4 separate regions of the Sus scrofa genome follow, and all the other regions are linked to region 2. The links are chromatin contacts, called in public targeted proximity ligation maps. All regions are on one chromosome and are shown on one strand. The core of a region is the stretch at or near the end of the contact, and the rest is flanking DNA. Distances in the headings are between cores, read along the strand shown. Region 1 overlaps NME7 (nucleoside diphosphate kinase 7). Region 2 has its middle 49 kb from the start of ATP1B1. Region 3 has its middle 86 kb from the start of DPT. Region 4 has its middle 170 kb from the start of DPT.

The links.
Region 1: a targeted proximity ligation map of skeletal muscle shows a contact between it and region 2. A contact is called at or near these places in 1 of 47 Hi-C or Micro-C datasets (skeletal muscle) and 1 of 2 datasets of targeted methods (skeletal muscle).
Region 3: a contact with region 2 is called in a targeted proximity ligation map of skeletal muscle. A contact is called at or near these places in 2 of 2 datasets of targeted methods (alveolar macrophages and skeletal muscle).
Region 4: a contact with region 2 is called in a targeted proximity ligation map of alveolar macrophages, with 2.7 times the contacts expected there. A contact is called at or near these places in 6 of 47 Hi-C or Micro-C datasets (liver, psoas muscle and skeletal muscle) and 2 of 2 datasets of targeted methods (alveolar macrophages and skeletal muscle).

Annotation. Positions count from the first base shown.
Region 1 is chr4:81,823,109-81,825,808 of Sscrofa11.1, reverse strand. All of the region lies in intron 11 of NME7 (nucleoside diphosphate kinase 7), which reads right to left. Among named protein-coding and RNA genes, the nearest start is that of ATP1B1, 110 kb to the left of the region's middle.
Region 2 is chr4:81,984,325-81,987,024 of Sscrofa11.1, reverse strand. No RefSeq gene overlaps it. Among named protein-coding and RNA genes, the nearest start is that of ATP1B1, 49 kb to the right of the region's middle.
Region 3 is chr4:82,199,915-82,202,614 of Sscrofa11.1, reverse strand. It overlaps the pseudogene LOC106510108. Among named protein-coding and RNA genes, the nearest start is that of DPT, 86 kb to the left of the region's middle.
Region 4 is chr4:82,120,245-82,122,944 of Sscrofa11.1, reverse strand. It overlaps the pseudogene LOC106510108. Among named protein-coding and RNA genes, the nearest start is that of DPT, 170 kb to the left of the region's middle.

The DNA of each region.
Region 1 (2,700 bases), core at 14-2,513, 160 kb after region 2:
AAAAACAGTACATGAAAAAGAAGGAAAAAGTAAATATGGTATACTCAACCCTCCTCCGGATAAATTTACTCTCTAGCGGTTTTGTAACTATGATATAACTGGTGCTCTGAGGAATGAGTAGAGTCAGGAGAGAAATGGTTAGCAGTCATATGGTCTTGTCCAAACGTCCACAAGAATCTGCTTCTTAAGACATCTGTTCCACAGGAAAAGGTCCTTGAAATCTGGTTCTATCCAAAATGTTCAAGAGTGCATCTGGTTCACGCCAAATCATTTTGAAAGGGACAAATACCAAGGACATTTTGGCATGGCCCAAATGCCTTATGGATATTTTGGCCAGGACCGAATAGTCTTGCAAATATCAAGGACCTTTTGGTAGAGACCAAATGTCTACTGAATGTATTAGACAGGACAAAGAGAGAAAACAACTCATAGCAACTTGAAAATAGCATATCAGTTAGGCGGCAAAGCTTCAGAAGATAATGGAGCGAGGAATCTTGAGAGATAACATTGGCTAATTCTGAAATGTACAATCTTCTCTGAGAACAAGCTTTTTTAAAAATCCATATCATATATATTTTACTTTTTACATTAAATGTCTCAAATTTGGGTTTTACTTAGAGTATATGGAAACCTTGTCTTGAAGCATTACTGAAAGGATTTCATAGTAAAGTACAGAATTATATATATATATATATATATATATATATATATAGAATTATATATATATATTATGAGTTATTTATATTTTAATTAAGTGCTTTCAAAAAGATCATGCCTACACTTAGTACAGAGGAGCAATGATTATTGTTTTGCTATCTAATGTCACCAATCAAAAATCAATATTCAAAAGTGAATGGGTAATTAATTTTGTGCTACCCATTCACTTTTCTGCACTTTTTTTTAAGGGTCCCTGAAGTCCTTCTCTTTGGCCTTGCAAGTGCTAGGACAGTCTCCCTGAGATATAAATAAAATGCCTTTCTAACGACATCCTGAGAACACCATGGCTCAGTACAATTCATGCCAAGTGTAACTGATCCTGTGCTCAAACTTGGCACCGGTGTCAGTGGCTTTTACCAATAAGAGACTGGTAAGGTGGCAGGCTCTTAGGTGTCCAAAAATGGTAATTTCCCAGGGACTCAAGGTTTAATTTTTTTTTTTCTTTCCATCCTGACACAAAGCCTACTGTCTCTAAGTAATACCACTAGCAGCTGACATTTGAAACTGACAAGCAGCACATGTGCATTAGGAAGATAAGGCCTGGCACATGGTGCTGCGACCTCTTGGGATTTTGGAAAGCTAGCAGCTCCAGCTAGTGGCGATGCCCCATCTCCAGTGTGCACTGCTTTGGGAAAACTCTAGCCCTTCCTTCTGACTGTGATGTGGACATGTCTTATTGGAACATGGTTATTTTTGAAGAAAAACAAAACAAGTGATCTTCTCTATGAATGAAAAGAAAATGGAAAGAAAAAAGAGGTAAAATGTTAAGCTATGAGAGCTTAATGGAAACAGTATTATGTCATAGAAAACAGTTAATGCAGCCAAAGGGAGATAAAGGAATCAATACAAGAATATTTTTTGAAAAAAAAAAAGGAAAGGAAATGGCAGGGAAACAAGAGACTCAAAGGAAAAACTCTTCGTGGGAAACATTCAGAAAAAAAGTACTGGAAAAGGGTGAGGCCAAGGATGCCGATGTGAGGAAGGGGGAAATGGAAACCAGCTAAATGCCAAAATTACATAAAAGAAAGAAGAAAAAGTTCATGGTTCATAATGAAACAAAAAAAGATAGTTATCAAAATTTCCCAATCCCTGTGGGGACTAAGGTGGCACATATGGAGTAAAGGACAAGGGACAAGAAGCTGGGGGTGGGTATAGAGCAAAAGACACAAGACTTCACCGCAACAGAAGATGCTAGGGCCTGAGGAGCAAGAAAGCCAAAAACCTTCCTAAGAAAAAAAATTCAAAACACTGAGAAGAAAGTCAGGAAAAGTGCCAAGCCTAAAATAATACACAGGAAAGTGTCTTCAAAAAAGTTAAAAATTTTACAAATGATAGTTTCATGATGGGTTATGGAAATAATTGGAATGTCATAAAGCTAATTTTGAGATAGATGTTTAGAATGACACCACTCTCATATTTAAAATATCTATTGGTACCATTGTCACAGACAGAAACTATCCTGAAAGGGCCAGAGACTGACCCAGCAAGAGAATTATTCTCTTAGGTGCTTTGTGGACATTCAAAAAGTTTCTTGCGCCATATTCAATTATAATTTGGAGAAATGATGTTATTGAGATTTTGAATCATAAAAAAAAAATTTAAGATGGAACCAGGCAAAACAGAGTTCAAATCCTGACATTAATTTTTAATAGGGATATGTTCTTTGGGGGAAAAAAAATTAATGGATTTTTTTAAGTTTTAAAATAAGCCTCTCTGAGCCTTAATTTCATTTTTCGACTATAAAATGGGCACTAGAAAATTGACTGTGAAAGGAATCTAGGATAAAGCATATCCAGTTTCTGGATGAATGACTGGATACAGAGGCCATAATAAAAGTACACTAAATATGTATTTAAGCAATAGAAAATGGAAATGTAATTAATATTTTCCCTCCACTAACATTCATTTTTCAAAAAAAAAAAAAATGTATAATGAGTACCCTTCCCGATGTATCAGTGAGAAAACAAAAATCCCTTCCTTCCT
Region 2 (2,700 bases), core at 130-2,629:
AAGCTCTTCTGTAGATCAGGCCTCAGATAATGTCAACAATCTTCAGAGACAGAAAAAAGGAATGCCCCCACCTTATGTCCCTCCATCAGACAACCCCCATGTCTCAATGGCCAGAATCAACACAATCTGCCCAGGCTTAAAACAATTTTTACACAAGACAAGGCCACCACAGTTGGCCTAGACCAATGAAGTCTCACCCTCTGTGGTTAGGTAGAGCTCAGTGCCTAAAAAGGACATAACCTTTCAAAGGACACAACCAAAATCAGAGCTTGACGGTAAGGTAGAAAGAAGGAAACAAACCTTTGGCAGGCAACCAACAGTGTCTGCAACAGAGAAATTTGGTCCCTTGACCTCTCTAGGAAGGAAATGAGTAAAATTATCCTAATTTTAAGCTTTGGGAAATCAAACTATTATAAGACAAGGATCCTGCTTACTCAGAGCTACAATCTGGTTGAAGAGATAAAGACTTCCAAAAGTGTTAACTCATAATGACTTTACCATTATTATCTGTGTGGGATGAAGCAGTAGCAAAGCCCCACCAAAATCTTCTTGTATGCAAAATGCTAAAGTAGGCTTACCAACGCAAAGAAAAAAAATCTTGTCATGCATGCTGAGTCGTGCAGTTTAATGGTACACACAACCCGATTCCAGATAAATGTCAAGACTGGAACAGGGACACTTGGCCTCAGTTTTAGTCTTTGTTACAAAATTCACCAATGCCTTCCTTTGAAGGCTACTGTGTTTTTTTGTTTGTTTTTTTTTTTATGGTCAAAAAGTACAATTTACAACTTCACTGAAACACTTCTGGGGAGTTTATAAAGGTTTTTTTGGAAAAACTTGAAATCTTCTAATCCTTTTGAGAAGAAAAATAGTTTTACAAAGAGAAATAGGTCAAGAAACTGTTTGATCCTAAAGCCATGACTGCAAGCTTTCCTCTCAAAATTTATATCAGGTGGAACATTTGATATCAAGTTGCTCTTCCACTGATCACTCATTATTCATTCACTTGACTTTAGGTTGGCCAGTCACTCCTATCACACTCTCTGAAATCTGGCAGGACCACAGGTGCTGAAAGCTTAGGGCTCAATCTTGTGCTCTCAGAAGGGCCAAAAGAGAGTGAAGGCTCTGGGGGCCTCCCCGACTTCTCTACCTCCTTGGTCCCCAGAAGTCCTTCCCTTGGAGCCCTTCCTCTTCCTACAGCAGGCCTTCCTCAGCTGCTGGGAGCTCCACCCAGGATAAATGCAAACCAACCCTCGGATTCCTCAGCAATGAACAACCAACACTACTACATTATGAAATCTCTTTCTTCTCTGACTCTGCTTCTCTCCAGAGAGGGCTGGAGTATGCTCTGGCCTCTGACCATAGAAGCAAATTTCCTCTGGAACCGACTCGAAAAGAAGAAATGAGTCATGAGGCTGCAGAGATAAGCTACCCAGAAAACTCCCCTGAGGAAATGGCCAGGAGTTTTCAGAGGGAGGCCCACTAGCTACAGTGTGGCCATCCTTGCTGTACCTTGTCTAAGAGACGAGGTTCCTACCTGTCAGAAAGACTTGGCTAGAAACAGAGGGATGAGCTAAGTAAACTTTCAGGAGAGCTGGGTTTCAAATGTTCCTGCCAGAAGGATTATATGTCCCCAGGCAGGTGTCCTTCTCCTGTGGCCCATGGTATCAGCTGTGTGTGCTCTTTTTCAGGGAGAAGTAGAAATACCAATCCACAGTTAGGAACTGGGGATTAAGATGAAAGAAGAGGGGAAGTATCACATAGTCTTTAAAAATTAAGCGTCAACCAAGGTTAAAATTCTACTCCACCACTTACAAACTATATAGCTGAGTGTGTTCCTGTCTCTAGGCAAGCATCCACTTCTATCTAAAAATAGAATAATAGAAGCTGCCCCCCCACTCCAATCTGTTAGAGAATTAAATTAGGTAGTAAGGTTACCAGAATATCCAATATATAAGGAACAATTGCAGCAACAGCGTGGGTGGTTATTAATAAAAGGATGACCAAGCAGTGGAATACAGCATTATGAGACCTGACACAGGGCTTAGCTCTGCATTCCTGTGTGGTTGAGAGAAGGAAGCAGAGATGTCAGTGAGGAAGCTGGAAGCCAGATCAGAAGTCCCTCTGGGGTGGAGGAATGTAGGGAGGAGCTGGCATAAACAAAAACTAGAGATAGAGGAGGAGGTCGTGAAAAAACAATCTCGTAGTCCTGGAGTTTTCCTCCTTGTGAAGCAGAGCTAAGCACCTCAATAAAAGTGAGCTAATGCCTCTCCCTTTACAAGAAGTCATATTACTTCATCTTAGAAACAATCTGCTCCAGGAACTATTACACTGGGAATCACAACAACACCACCTCAGACACATCCAGGGCAGCAGCCCCAGGTACACAGCCCTGTTGCAGTGGGAGAGCCTGCTATCATAAAAAGTAGATTGAAAAATAGGAGCCCCTCTGAATTAGGTCAACAGCCAGGCCCAGAGTCACAGAGCTCTCCCAGCTGAGAGAGACTTTTCAGAAAGATGCTTGCTGGTCAGTCCAGAGTCACTAGTATGGTTGGTCACCCCTCAGACAAAAACTAGACTTAAGCAGGAGGATCCACTTTTATCTTGGGGAGTGCCAGAAAGGTCAAGAGAAAAGTGAAGGGCATTTTTCCTCCATCAACAAAAATATTCATAAAAGTTCAATGCCTATAATAGTTAGCC
Region 3 (2,700 bases), core at 200-2,699, 220 kb before region 2:
CAATTTGGGCATGACCACATAGAAATCTAAATATAATCACAAGGGTCCTTAAAAGTGGAAGGAGGAAATTGGAAGAGAGAACCAGACAGACGCAGCATGAGAAGGACTTGGTCTGCCATTGCTGGCTTTGGAAATGGAAGAAGAGGGACACAAAGTGAGGAAAGTGGCAAGCCTCTAGAAACAGGAAGAGCAAAGAAATATAATACCCTCCTGAACCCCCTAAAAGTCAACACCTTGAGTTTAGCTCAGTGATACTCATTTTGGATTTCTATCCTCTAGATTTGTAAGAATATTTTTTTATTATTTTACACTGATAAGTTTGTGGTAGTTTGTTTCAGGAGCAGTAAGAAACTAATTCCCTCCTAATAGCAGTATAGCAGTAATAGCAGTATATATACACCTTTTCTTTTGCCCAGAAGTTTTTCCAGAGAAGAGAGAAAATAATCCTAACTTCTTGAAGTCTGGGAACCAGGCAGGGGTGTCTTACCCTTTCGTTTGCAAACTGTCCTCTAAGCACCACATTTTGTGTGGCATCACACACCTCCTTGGCTCCCAGGATGTTTGCAGTCAATCCTATTTTCAATTCCACCCTAAACTCTTTTTGACAAAAGTGGCTGGTATTTCTAATCCTGAGCCTCTATATAGTTTTATTGTATAAGTCAGTTTGCTTGCTGTTGGCTTTCCTCACTGCCACCCTAATTTGGAAGGTTTTACTAGCTTTGTTGCTTCAAATCACTTATCATCGTGAGTCCACTGTCATATGAAATTATGTAGATGTTATTAATCTTCTGCCATTGTCCTTACAGGTTTACAAATTATAACATTTTTACACGTATAAAATAAATAAACCATTTCACTGGGATTTCAGAAAGGAACAGAGACAAACAAGTCATTTCATTCATTATTCTTAACGGGAAATTTTTTTTAATCACTTTTAAAGTATTTTATAGATAGAAAACCAAGGCAATGGGTGGCTAAACACTTTCTTAGATTTTAAAATCAAGTCCTAATTGACTTCCTAGTCCATATTCACATGACTTCTCTGCCTGAAGCAGTTGGTATCTGAAAAGCCATTGGAGCTAAGTCTCCACAGTTGATCAATAGGAGCATCATGGGATCCTCACATGCATGGAGGCTGCACAGATTCCTTGACTTGTTCAAAATGCATTGTATCAAATTATCAGGCATAGAAATCTTGAATCTTAAATGTGGCTGCCCAGCTATGAACCATACTTTCCAACTCCTTCTCCCCCTTTCACCTAGGGGGTCCAAATGACTGGTTCGCATTAATGGAACATAAACAGAAGTGATGTGTGTTATCTCTAGGCAAAGGAGGTTAAGAAACATGTCGGCCTTCTCCACCCTCTCTCTTCTTCCCCTACTTGTCTGTGGGAGGCTGATGTGTAACTTTAGTGTGAACTGGAGGCAAAGTTTTATGGTAATACACCACTGGTAATTTTTAGCTTGTTTGTTACAGTATACTCTGTACTTATTACGCAAGGCAAAGCACAGACCTGGCATAGGGCAACATCTTTACAGAGGAAGGGATGACTTTTTGCTTCTCACAAAGTCTTCTTCTGCTAGCCAAGTTGTACAACTTTGAGTTGCATCTCCTCAAAGATGGGATATTTTGCCAATGAGCAAAAGTGATAGATATATGGGTTAGTGGTGGCTCTATAGGAATTAACCATTAGCTATGCTCCAAAAATTAGGAAGCTCAGTAAATATGGACAATAAGCCTGCATTAAGTCTTTGCCCTGTGGATGTACCATCCATAATTACAATAAATTGGATGGTTTAGAACAGCCCAGGGCAATGTTCAAGAAGTGAACTTGATCATTAGGCAAGTCAGTAATTTTTTAAAAAGGTTTAAAATCTTGGCTCTCAGTGTGAGAAAGTAGGTCTCTCTCCTTGTTTAAAAGCTAACTCTGATAAAACACATGAGAGACAGGAAATGAATCTGGTAACAAACCAAAAGCTAAATTTTCCAGCCTGATGAAATTTTTCCAGGAAAAGTACAGTGCCATGGGGAAATAGGGAATGGCTAGACAGAGAATTCAATTAGCCCTTTACAAACTGAGTTTACTTTTTAAGCAAAAATTTCTTTAATGCTCTTCCCCTTCTTATCCAAAAGTATGGCTGGATATGCTGCGAAAACACATTTTCATATGGTCCTTCATTTAGTTGTGAATCAATATCTTGGAAGCTCAATGGATACTCAGAAATCATTGCAAATTAGAGGAAGAATATGAAGAGAATGAGGAGGAAAGAACTAAAGAGAAGACAATGATTCCTAGATCCGCTTGCCCAAAGTTATTTTGAATGCCCTGCCTGAGAGGATAGATATATGGGGTCCTTGCAGGGGCTGAGTTCCCATTACTGAAAGCATCTAAGCAGTCCATTTTTCAAAGTTAATACTATTTGGGGTAGGAAGCTAGAGGAGATAATTGGTAAGGACTCTTCCAAACCTAAGACTCAATGGCAAAATGAAATGGTCACCAGCACACCTTTTATATCCAGAGGCCCAAATGGGCAGACTCTTTTTCCAAGTTCAGGGAAGTAAACCCATAGGAAGATGGTTAATGCCATATGGTATGGAGGATAGAGGACTTTCTGTTTAATATAGAATTTTCCTACTATAGGGCACAAACTGTTCTTTGATTTAAAGCAGTAATTACTTCTCTGGCTTGCCCATATTAG
Region 4 (2,700 bases), core at 30-2,529, 140 kb before region 2:
TTCTGGCTAAACTTCCTTCCTGAGGAAATATATATGCCAGGAAGCACAGCTCAGAAGTGGACCAGACAAAATCTGGATCCATGATGAGTTTTTGTCACAGCCTTGTCTTCTACATACAATTTCAGGGCTTGGCTTTTCCTGTATGACCACGAGAGGCTTTCAAAAGGAGATTCTGAATAAACTCTTAGTGTCTTTTGGCGTACTGACTTTAGTCAAGGATCATTTGTGTTTCCTGGGACCGGAAAGATTTGGGCCCCATGAGTAAACAACCTCTTGGATCACACACATAAATCATCTCAAAAGTACTTTACAATTTCCTAGCAGCTTACACTTGCTGTCCCTGCCAACTTGGGAAGATAGGATGTAGTTTCCTATCTTTGTGACGATTCTATAAATGCTGTTCCTGTTGAAAACAAGTAGCCAGAGGCAGAGAACAGTGACAACACAAGTTCTTCTTCTGCAACTGCAGGAAAATTTGAGAATTATATCCAGGTTCAGTGCAGAAGCAGCAGACCATGTATTCAAGACCCATTACACAAGTCATTTTTTAAAATTATGTTTAGGTATAGCTGATTTACAATGTTATAATTTCTGCCATACAACAAAGTGATTCTGTTATACACATACACATATCCATTCTTTTTCAGATTATTTTCCCATATAGGTTATTGGATAGAGTTTCCTGTGCTTCACAGCAGGTCCCCATTGTAAGCCATATTATATTTAATAAAAAACTGTTTTATTCATTTATGCTGTTCCATTTGTAATAGTAAAGTAAGGGCAGAAATTGTCAAGAAATAAAGGTCCAGAGGATACCACAGAGCACTCAAGAGCAAATTTGTAAGACTGTACTAGTAACTGTGTCTTCACCGATATGAGGTAAAAGGGAATTTAAAAAGTTATTGAAAATTTCCAAAGTAGAGAATTTCATTAGAAGAAGTAGAAGGAAAGTTATGAAACAGAGGAACTCAGACTTGAATACTGGTTGAGCCACTGAACTATGCAACTTTGGGCAAGTTAGTTCTTCTTTTGGAGTCTCAGTTTCCTTATTTTAGAAATGGAGATAAAAATATCTGCCTTCCAACACCATTTTGAGGTTAGAATTAATATGCAGAGAGATGTTAGACTGATGTCTGGACCATAGGAAGTTCAATCATTGAAAGCTTTCTAAATTGCTTTCCTCAATTTTCTACTTCTCCTTGTCTCTGTTACCATCCCAGACGACGCCATGTACCCTATATTCATGCTGCTGAGCCTAGTGGTGTTATTTTCGTAATTTCAACTATCTATGACAGTAGTGACTTGAATTGCATATTAGCCATATTTTTTTTACAGTCCATAGAATGAGTGAGCAAGAAAAAGTGAAGGAGCTAGAGGAGAAGAGAGTGGGAAAGCAAATGGGAGCAAGCAAAATTCAGATACAGAAACAGAAACTATATTTGATTATGTGCATTTGTCAGAAGCTCTGCCTATGCCTCAAGGCTCAGGGACATGTGCTGATCAGGAATATATGCGATGATCAGGAATAAATACAGCTGGAATGGCACTCAGATATCTGCTTTCTTCTGGCTTTCTCAATTATGCTGATTCTTTTTTTTTCACTCCCCACTCAAGCTCCAGATTTGAACCTCTTCATTTAAGATCCCAGCCTTTCAGTCTGTCCTAACCCTTCCTTCTTCCACAATCAGCTTGATGAACTTTGGTCCCTGGCTTCTGTGCTTTTGTTAAGCCCCAGTCCAGGATAGAGTGATTCTCCTGTGTTCTCTGGCTCCATCTGACCCCAGGGTTTCCTTTACAGTTTCCTCTCAATTGGGCTCATTTTGGTTTTCAAAATCTTCCCTTTCTACCCTTCCTCTCAAGGGTTCCTAAATCTAAGACTACCCCATGTAGTCCTTGGCCTCTATATTTCCTGGCTCTAGTTCTGTCCCCTGACTAGTTCATTTCCTCTCCATCTCCTTGAACTAGAAAGGTCAGGAAAATCTCTTGTTAGTGATGTTTTCAGACCACAAGGCTAAATCTACCCCCACCACAAGCCTGGCCAAATGTGAAACTTGAACTTGACACTATGTGGGCTATCTAGATATTAAGACCTGGGCTCTGGCCATCAAGGGGCTTGCCATATAATTGGCAGAGAACATAGACATATTGTGAATAAAGAAAACCGGCTATAAAAAAATTCCATAGTGAACATAGTAATATTATAGAATAGTGTTTATCTGTGAATGAAAACACCAGTAGTCAGCAAACAAATGATGGTCAAATGGACCATTTTTGTGATCACCCACTTTCAAAGTTATGTCAATATAATGAATAAAGTATGATTTACTAAAGTACAGTGTATAGGGAAGATAGAATCTGCTCAGCTAAGAATGACCAATCAGTGATTCCATATAGACAGACCTGCCTGATACAGACTGAATGATGCAGAATTTTAGGTATAATTGCAAGGATGTCATAAAAATCTCATTGGCAATCAATAAGTTGACAGTACTTTATTGTTTGTATATTTCAAGAATAGCAACTTTCTAAAGCACTGAAACAAATTAAGTTGTTAACATTTTGAATATGGCATTTTTTATGATGTAAAACAAGGTCTATTGATGAACAAAAGAAAGTCATTCAAATAATTGAACTAGTAAATTAAGAAAGCACATCAAACTTGCATATCAGGTAGCTCTAGGAAAGTATTACTCATAGAGT